Linked DNA regions of Sus scrofa: all the other regions are linked to region 2. The links are chromatin contacts, called in public HiChIP or PLAC-seq and promoter capture Hi-C maps. All regions are on one chromosome and are shown on one strand. The core of a region is the stretch at or near the end of the contact, and the rest is flanking DNA. Distances in the headings are between cores, read along the strand shown.

Evidence for each region. Promoter capture Hi-C pulls out the DNA fragments that hold promoters and counts their contacts. HiChIP or PLAC-seq counts read pairs in DNA pulled down with a chosen protein or histone mark.
Region 1: a contact with region 2 is called in an H3K27ac HiChIP or PLAC-seq map of alveolar macrophages. The contact joins the promoter of TERF2 here to the promoter of NQO1 in region 2. A contact is called at or near these places in 3 of 5 promoter capture datasets (fetal liver, fetal skeletal muscle and skeletal muscle), 4 of 47 Hi-C or Micro-C datasets (embryonic fibroblasts, heart right ventricle and subcutaneous adipose tissue) and 2 of 2 datasets of contacts at active chromatin or transcription factors (alveolar macrophages and skeletal muscle).
Region 3: a promoter capture Hi-C map of fetal liver shows a contact between it and region 2, with 2.2 times the contacts expected there. The contact joins the promoter of CYB5B here to the promoter of NQO1 in region 2. A contact is called at or near these places in 1 of 5 promoter capture datasets (fetal liver) and 1 of 2 datasets of contacts at active chromatin or transcription factors (alveolar macrophages).

Annotation. Positions count from the first base shown.
Region 1 is chr6:17,604,356-17,607,055 of Sscrofa11.1, reverse strand. It overlaps TERF2 (telomeric repeat-binding factor 2), which reads right to left and starts at 1,308. Exons shown (of 10, transcript XM_003126908.4): 1 at 807-1,308; 2 at 602-697. The coding sequence starts at 1,185.
Region 2 is chr6:17,291,516-17,294,215 of Sscrofa11.1, reverse strand. NQO1 (NAD(P)H quinone dehydrogenase 1) reads right to left here and starts at 1,254. Exons shown (of 6, transcript NM_001159613.1): 1 at 996-1,254. The coding sequence starts at 1,002.
Region 3 is chr6:17,556,760-17,559,459 of Sscrofa11.1, reverse strand. CYB5B (cytochrome b5 type B (outer mitochondrial membrane)) reads left to right here and starts at 1,430. Exons shown (of 5, transcript NM_001159592.1): 1 at 1,430-1,645. The coding sequence starts at 1,490.

The sequences.
Region 1 (2,700 bases), core at 59-2,558, 310 kb before region 2:
ATATATATATACATATATATATATATCAAAAAGAAACATGCAAATATAGTTAAGATTTGCATTTAATTTGCTGGTATACTGGCTGCAGACTTACAAACATGTTAACGGTCCAGATTCAAATTAATGAATTTCAAGTGATTTTCAGTAATTTTCAAGACAGGTAAAAAAATTTATTTTTTAACACATTCATCTGCATCTAAATTTCAGCATACTCACATCTTCCTCAGATACAAATGGCCAGAAACTGAAGGCCGTTTTGCTAAACAGCTGTGAGGTTCAATTCCGGGGGAGAAAAAGTGTTCTTTAAAACACACCACTATGGAGGAAAAATGGTCATCTTCACATAACTCACTTCAGATAGCAACAAAGTTGGGGCGAGCAAGAAACAGGTGGGAGGAAATAAAAAAACAGAGAAAAGCAGCCAAGAGAATCCCAACTGTAGAAAACTAGAACTAGAGAATAAACTCATCCTAGAAGGAAAAAGACCACTGTATCGAAACATAGCAGCCCACTTTAATCGTGAATCTTTCAGTCCCGGATGTAAGTTTGAAAACAACATAACCCTAAATAAGCCCAGAAAAGAACATAAAAATAGCCATACCTAAATTCTCCCCTTCTTCAATGCGCGACAGACACTGCATAACCCGCAGCAGCCGAGACACGGTATGCTCCTTCCCCAAGGGCCTGACAAGCAAAGCTAGGAAAGAAGACATCGTTGGCACGGCGACCCCCAGCCCCGACGCTCGGGCCCCGCAGATCTCCTTCCCAGGAGCCCCCCAGCCTCCCTTTCCCGGCTCGGCCCTCACCCTGCATGATGTCCCGGATCTGCCTGAAGTCCTCGTACCGGCTACCCCGAAAGGCCCGCAGCGCCTCGTGGAAGTAGAACTTGAGCACCCAGCGGTTGACTGCCTCCTCCAGCCGCGCCTCCCCCGCGCCCCGCTCCGCGGCGCCCCCCAGCCGCGGCGCGTGGCGCCCCCGCCGAGCCCGCCCGCCGCTGCGGGACGTCCGCCTGCCTGCCGCCCGCCCGCTGCTATCGCTGCTCCCGCCTCCTCCCGCCATCGCGTCCGATCGCCGCGCGCCCTCCCCGCCCTCTCTGCCGGGACGCTTCCCCGACTGTGACGCCGCCGGGTCACGCACGACGCCCGGGCCGGAAGCAGGGCCTGCCGTCCCGGCTCCCGCGGCCATGATACGAACACCGTTCTGAGGCGCCCGCGGGCTTCTGGGAGGGAAAGGACCGGGGGCTCCCTGGCCCCCTCTCCGACTCCGTAGTTCCCGGTGTGTCGGCCGCAGTGCATTCTGGGACTTGAAGTTCACGGCAGCCAGATGGGTTAAACCAACCTAGGTTTGTGGTCAAATGTCAATTTCCCTCCGCTATTTTGTAACACTGTACTGGAGACTCGGGGCTATGTATAAAATATTGAAAAACAAAGGCGTGAAGTGTGTATTAAACATTTTTTAAATCGCGAAATGTAACATAGAGAGGAAACTTTGTTAAACAAGTTTACATTTTACTAAAGTAAAAGGCCAGTGTTAACCCAGTCGAGGTCAAGAAATAGAATATGGCCGGCACCACGAAACCCCTAGACATGTAAGACATATACGTTTTTAAAATTAGAAAAATAGCACATTTTGTTGTAGAACAATTGGAAGAAATAATGCAAAGCTTAACATTTAAGTCAGCCTTATCCCCACATGAAAAAACAAGCTGACATTTAGGTTTATAGCCTTCCAGTGTCTTTTGTATACCTTGTGTGTGTGTTTGTATACACACACAAAAAAACTAGAATTATGTTATATATATATTTTATAGAGCCTTTATTTTGCATTCAGCATCTAGTGGACATCTTTACATGTCACTAAATACTTTTTCTACAGTATCTTTAGCAGCTACATAGCATTCCAATATATGGGTGAAATGAAAGCCTCCTTTATATAAACCACTACTGTAAGGCGTTTAGGCTATTTAAAAATTTTGTAATTCTAGACAATCTAAATGTTAGAAAGATCCTTTTAACTATATCATTGCACAAATTCATAATTATTTCCTTAGAATAATTTCCTTTAAGTAGAACTACTGAGTCGAAGAATACACAGAGGAGTTTCCCTGGTGGCTCAGAGAGTTAAGCATCAGGCATTGCTACTGCTTGTGGCTCAGGTCACTGGTTTGACCCTTGGCCAGAGAAGTTCCGTATACTGCAAGCATAGCCAAGAAAAAAAAAATAGATTACACAGTAGAACAAAGATCAGGACATTCACTCATCAACCTTCCCTTTTACTATTGAACAAAGTGCAGACTCCTTAACATGACTTTTAAAGTCTGAAGAAGTTACCTATTTGCCAACCTCATTTTGGGCTCACTTTTCATATGTGTATGCACAACTTTTATCACTTCCTTTTCATCTACTACTCAGTTTGCTCAGAGCTTCATGTTGTCCATTCCAGCCTAAGGAAACCCTTCCTGTCCTTCAAACCTCACTTGAAGGACATTTCACCCTTTCTTGACTTTCTGAGTTATGTTAAATCCCTTTGGTGCTCCCTCCTTTGCCCCTCCTTCATCCTTCCTCAGCACTTCTGGGGCCACGTACTTTGTCTTCTTGTTTACCTTGCATCCCAGAACCTAGCTCAGGACATGTCACATTTCTTGAGGTTGGATTGAATTGAGTAGGCACATAAGTAAGGCTTTTAATACATGTTGAAAAA
Region 2 (2,700 bases), core at 5-2,504:
ATAAAGCTGACAAGAAAGAAAGGGGTTGTGGGAGTTCCTGCTGTGGCTCAGTGATAACGAACCCATCTAGGATCCATGAGGATGTGGGTTTGATCCGTGGCCTCGCTCAGCGGGTTAAGGATCCGGGATCCGCGTGAACACAAGCTACGGTATAGATCACAGATGCAGCTCGGATCTGGCATTGCTGTTGCTATGGCTGTGGCATCGCCAGCAGTTGCATCCCTTTTCTCAGAGTTCAACTAGCTTGTCAACGAAGGGAACAACCCCCCCGTCCATCCTTACTTTTAACAAGATGAGGTGTGTTTTGAATGTGTGTGTTCAGAAAGCAGAACTAGGTTCACAGGAAAGAAATTACAGAAAGGTAGAATTCTGCCCCTGTCGAGGAAATAGATGTCTGGACCTTAGCACTGTGCAATCTCAGGGCCAGGCTTTCTGGCTGGTCCTGGTGTTGCAGCTGGTCCAGGATGTGTGAAAGGGGCCCACGCATCAGACTGACAGGAGAGGAGGGAGTTTCTGTCACTCAACATGCACCCAATGCCAATACCAGAGCAGGTGTGCCCACTCCAAAGGTCACAGTCGAAAATGATTCCTGGCTTGGGAGCTGGGAGCTGGCTCTGGCATCTGTCCAACTAAAGGGAGCAGCTTCCCCAGCCAATTTTCCTCCTATTTGGTCCAGATTTTTATGTTCAAATCTTAGTAACTTACTCTAAAATGTTTTAAATACTATTAAGGCCAAACGAGTTGTGCCAGTGGGTCAGTGTGGCCTCTGACGGCCGATTTCTGACCAGTTTTGGAGAAATTGTGTTGCTTCCAAGGTCAATTCTCTCTTAAACGCCCACTGCGGTTTGTGCGGTCAGAGTATTAGCGGGAGTTCCCCGTCTCCTGGTGTTTGGCAGGGCTCATCCTGGGACCTAATGCCGTCACTCCTCCAGTCCTGCGTCAAGGAAGAAGAAAACGCAGGCTGAGCCCTGCAGGGCTCCGGGGGGGCCACTCACCCGCCATGGCTCCGGCGGCGCGCAGATTGGCCGGGCTGCTGGTTGCCGGGCCGACTCAAGCTGGGAAGGCGCGGGGGGCTGTAGGTCCTCTGGCTGCGACCTGGGAGGTGTCACTCGTGCTGCCGGCGGAGCGCCCGGCTACTTTATACACGATCTGGCCCGGCCCACAGACTGGGGGACCAGCAAAGGCGGAGCCGCCCCATGGGCCCTGGGGTGCAGGGCGGGGCTCACCTCGGCAGCTGGCAAATTTAGGGACCCGCGTGCGAGAAGGGTGCCCAGGGGGCAGAGAATGAGAGGGGCCTCTGGGGTCGGGGCGAAGGTGGGAGGATGTAACCAATGGGGTCCGGGTTCCGTTGGGCGCGTCATTCGTGCCTCCCCAGCCCCAGGAAATCGCTTCCGCACGGAATTGGCCGGACAAAAGGAGGACGCGGGGGACTCCCATCCTTTCGCTCAGAATCTCGCTGAGTCACTGTGACTAGACGTAGGTTTTGAGGGCTAAGGCGACCAGAGAGACTTGCTCCTGGGGAAATGAGTTTGTTTCAGCTTTTGCAAGGTTTGGATTCTGCACTTGGTGCGCGCGGGGTGGGGGGTCCCCTAGAATGTACTCCTCCTCCTCTCAATGGGGGAACTAATTGGTTTTGTTCTCCCCTCTCCCCCAAGAGCTAGTCCGAGTCTTGTGCAGGAGATAGCAGTAAGGAAAAGCATTTAAAGAATAGTCCAGACAGATAAAAGTGTAGTGGCTTTACTCAAAACCCTGCTTAGAGCAGTTTGAACAGCGTAGAGCAAAAGTTTTTAAGTTCTACAAAGTTAAAAGCTCAAGTCTTTGTCTACAGAACAGAGAGAAGTCAGTGTCAAAAGGCAGAAGAAAAAGAAACAGAATCTTAAAGTGTACCCTTCAGAAACCTTACAAAGGGTAAGTAAGAAAATTCAGAGGGGGCCAGAACAGTTCAGGTTGAGATTCCTGGGGTGAGGGAGAGACAAGATTTAAGAAAATGAGAAAACTCAGTAATCAAGATAAAGAACTCTTGAGTGCTCTGTTAAGTCAATTTGCAGAAAAAAGTCATGGCAGATTAAAACACTAAAATGTGGGAGTTCCCGTTGTGGCATAGTGGAAACAATCTGACTAGGAACCATGAGGTTGCAGGTTCCATCCCTGGCCTTACCCAGTGGGTTGAGGATCCTGCATTGCTGTGAGCCATGGTGTAGATTGAAGACGTGTGCTATGGCTGTGGTGTAGGCCGGCAGTTGTAGTTCCGATTAGACCCTTAGCCTGGGAAACTCCACGTGCCGAGGGTGTGGCACTTAAAAAAAGAGCAAAAAAGAAAAAAAAAGTGATATTAATAAAAAAGAAACCCCCCTAAAATGTGGAGTTCCCATCGTGTTTCAGCGGAAACGAATCTGAGTAGTATCCATGAGGACACAGGTTTGATCCTGGGCCTCACTCCAGCGTTGCCCTGAGCTCTGGGGGGGTAGGTTGCAGACACAGCTGGGATCACAGGTGCAGCTCTAAAAAGACCAAAAAAAAAAAAAAAAAAACATGTTAAGGAGTTCCTGATACTGATAGGGATGGAGTAGGCACAGGTAGCTGTAGGAGTTCCCATCGTGGCACAGTGGTTAACGAATCCAACTAGGAACCATGAGGTTGCGGGTTTGATCCCTGGCCTTGCTCAGTGGGTTAAGGATCTGGTGTTGCTGTGAGCTGTGA
Region 3 (2,700 bases), core at 181-2,680, 270 kb before region 2:
GCTAGGGGTTGAATCGGAGCTGTAGCCTCCCGCCTACGCCAGAGCCACAGCAATGCGGGATCCGAGCTGCATCTGCAGCCTACACTACAGCTCATGGCAACGCCAGATCCTTAACCCACTGAGCAAGGGCAGGGACCGAACCCGTAACCTCATGGTTCCTAGTCGGATTCGTTAACCACTGCGCCACGACAGGAACTCCTGTTTTGTTTTTTTTTTTTTTTTTTTTTTTTTTGACCCACAGCTTGCAGCTACTTGATGTGGGACATCAATTCCCAGACCAGGGACTGAATCTGGGCCACAGCAGTGAATGCGCCTGAGTCCTAACAGCTAGATCACCAGGGAACTCCCTGGAAGAGAGGGGATGGAGCTTGTAAGACCCCAGATGTGAATTTTTACTCGTAAGTTTAGGAGTCAGTAGCTGGTGCACAAGGCTTATAAAAGGTGAAAGTGGGTGGGGGTGGACTATGGAGAGTAGGGGAGAGTGACATGATGAAAATGACATTTCACAATAACCAACTTGGCATTTGCAATGGCAGTTAAAAATGAGTAGCTCACTACCCTGCACATTAACCCAACTTGTAATTCCAAAAGGCCAGGACCTCTACCCAGCGACAGTTGAGGCGAATTCTATTTTAGAACACATAGAAACAAAACAGTGTAGTTTGTCCTGATCATTAAAGAATTCATTTAAAATCCAGCCTTAAGATATAGTTGACATGACAAAATCAGATTCTTAGTAGTGGCACAAAGTTAGGTGACTCCATACTGTAACCCCAGTCACTGTCTCAAGGCCTCAGGTCAGTCATTCCGCTTTTTCTAACACCGCCGGTCACTTATGTATTGTTATGTACCAAGCTTTCTGCACTCTCATTTAATCTATAAGGTAGAGATTATGCCCATTTTGCTTGTGAGAAGACTGCCTTAGAGAGACGGGGTTCGCGGGTCACAGCCTGGAGGCTGCAAACTAAAAACGTAAATCTGGGGCAGGAACAGAGAACTGTGCGGATGGTGGGGGGAGAAACGAGCTCCACGTGGCTCAGGAAGGATCCGCCGCGTGGAGAAGGAAATAGGAATGGTGACTCTGCTCCCTCTTTTCAGAATTCTGCGGGGCCCTACGGCGAGTGAAGAGGAAACCTTCTGGCTCTTTGCCTGACTCGTCTGTCAACGTCTCTCTTCGGCGCTTTTCCAAAATCACAGTATTTCATTGGTGAGATTGGAGAGGATGGGTAAATATGATTGGTTAGTTGGACCTCGAACCAGGCCCACGCCCCTAGGATCATGCCAGTAGTGGGCGGGATTTGAAACTGAGTCCCTCGTTTCATTGGTGAAGAGAAAAAGAACCAGGAACTATCCGAGGTCATGATTGGCTGTTGCCAGGAGCCTTATGGGCCTGGTTACGGAAGCCCGGAAGAACTGAGGGCTCTTTCCACCTCGAGGAAGTTAGCGGCGGAAACCGGGTTAGCGGTGGAGAAGAGATATTGGAGACCCAATGGCGACTGTGGAAGCCAGCGGCAGCGATGGGCAAGGGGTCGAGACCTCCGTCACCTATTACCGGTTGGAGGAGGTGGCGAAGCGCAACTCCCCGAAAGAGCTATGGCTGGTTATCCATGGCCGAGTCTACGATGTCACCCGCTTCATGAACGAGGTGAGGCCCGGGAGGTGGGCAGCGAGGGGTGGTCGGGCCCGAAAACGCTGCTAGGGTCGTGTATAGGAGGGAAGTGAGGCCTGGCTGTCTGCGACCAGGCGTACGAAAGCGACCACGAGACGGAGACTGGGGAGGCCTGGTCGGTATGCAATTCTGGTGTCTTCAGTGATATAATGCGCTGCGTGTCACACATCGAGCACTTTCTGTCTGCTAGGCTAAACTCTTGAGTCGTCGTTATCCCCATTTTACAGAAAGGGAAGCAGCCTCACAGATTCTCGTTTAACAGAGCCATTTGAAGGCTCTAGAGCCTTTGCTCCTCGCCCTGTACTTTGTGAAGTAATACCATGTTTGGTCTTCGTTTTCTTAAGAAGCTGAGATTTCTCCCCACCCTCCCATCCCTCCATTATGCCGCCTTTATTTTTTTTTTTCTATTTTGAGTTGACCTTGAGGCCGGAGGTTGTGAGTTGGTTTTTTTTTTTGGCCATTGATTTAGGTCTGTCACCCTCTTTTGTAAAGTCTGTTGTGTCAGGTTCTACAAATTCTCCTTGAGACCCTCCCTGGTATAACTCTTTCTTTCTTAAAGGAAACAGACTTCTCTCTCTCTCTTTTTTTTTTTTTTTTTTTTTTTTTTTTTACTTTTTAGGACCACACTCTCAGCATATGGAGGGTCCCAGGCTAGGGTTGAATCGGAGCTGCAGCTGCTGGCCTACACCACAGCCACTGCAGGATCCAAGCTGCATCTGTGACCTATACCACAGCTCAGGGCAACGCCAGATCCTTAACCCATTGAGCGAGGCCAGGGATGGAACCTGCAACCTCTTGGTTCCTAGTCGGATTCGTTTCTGCTGAGCTGCAACTGGAACTCCCAGACTTCTCATTTTTTTAAACTCTATTTTGAGGTGTGATTTACATAGAGTACATTGTGTTCCTTTAAAGTGTACAGCTTGTTGAGTTTTGAAAAATGTATTCACCCAAGTAATAAATCCGCTCCAGTTAAGAAAACATTTCTAGGAGTTCTCGTCGTGGCACAGTGGAAACGAATCCAACTAGAAACA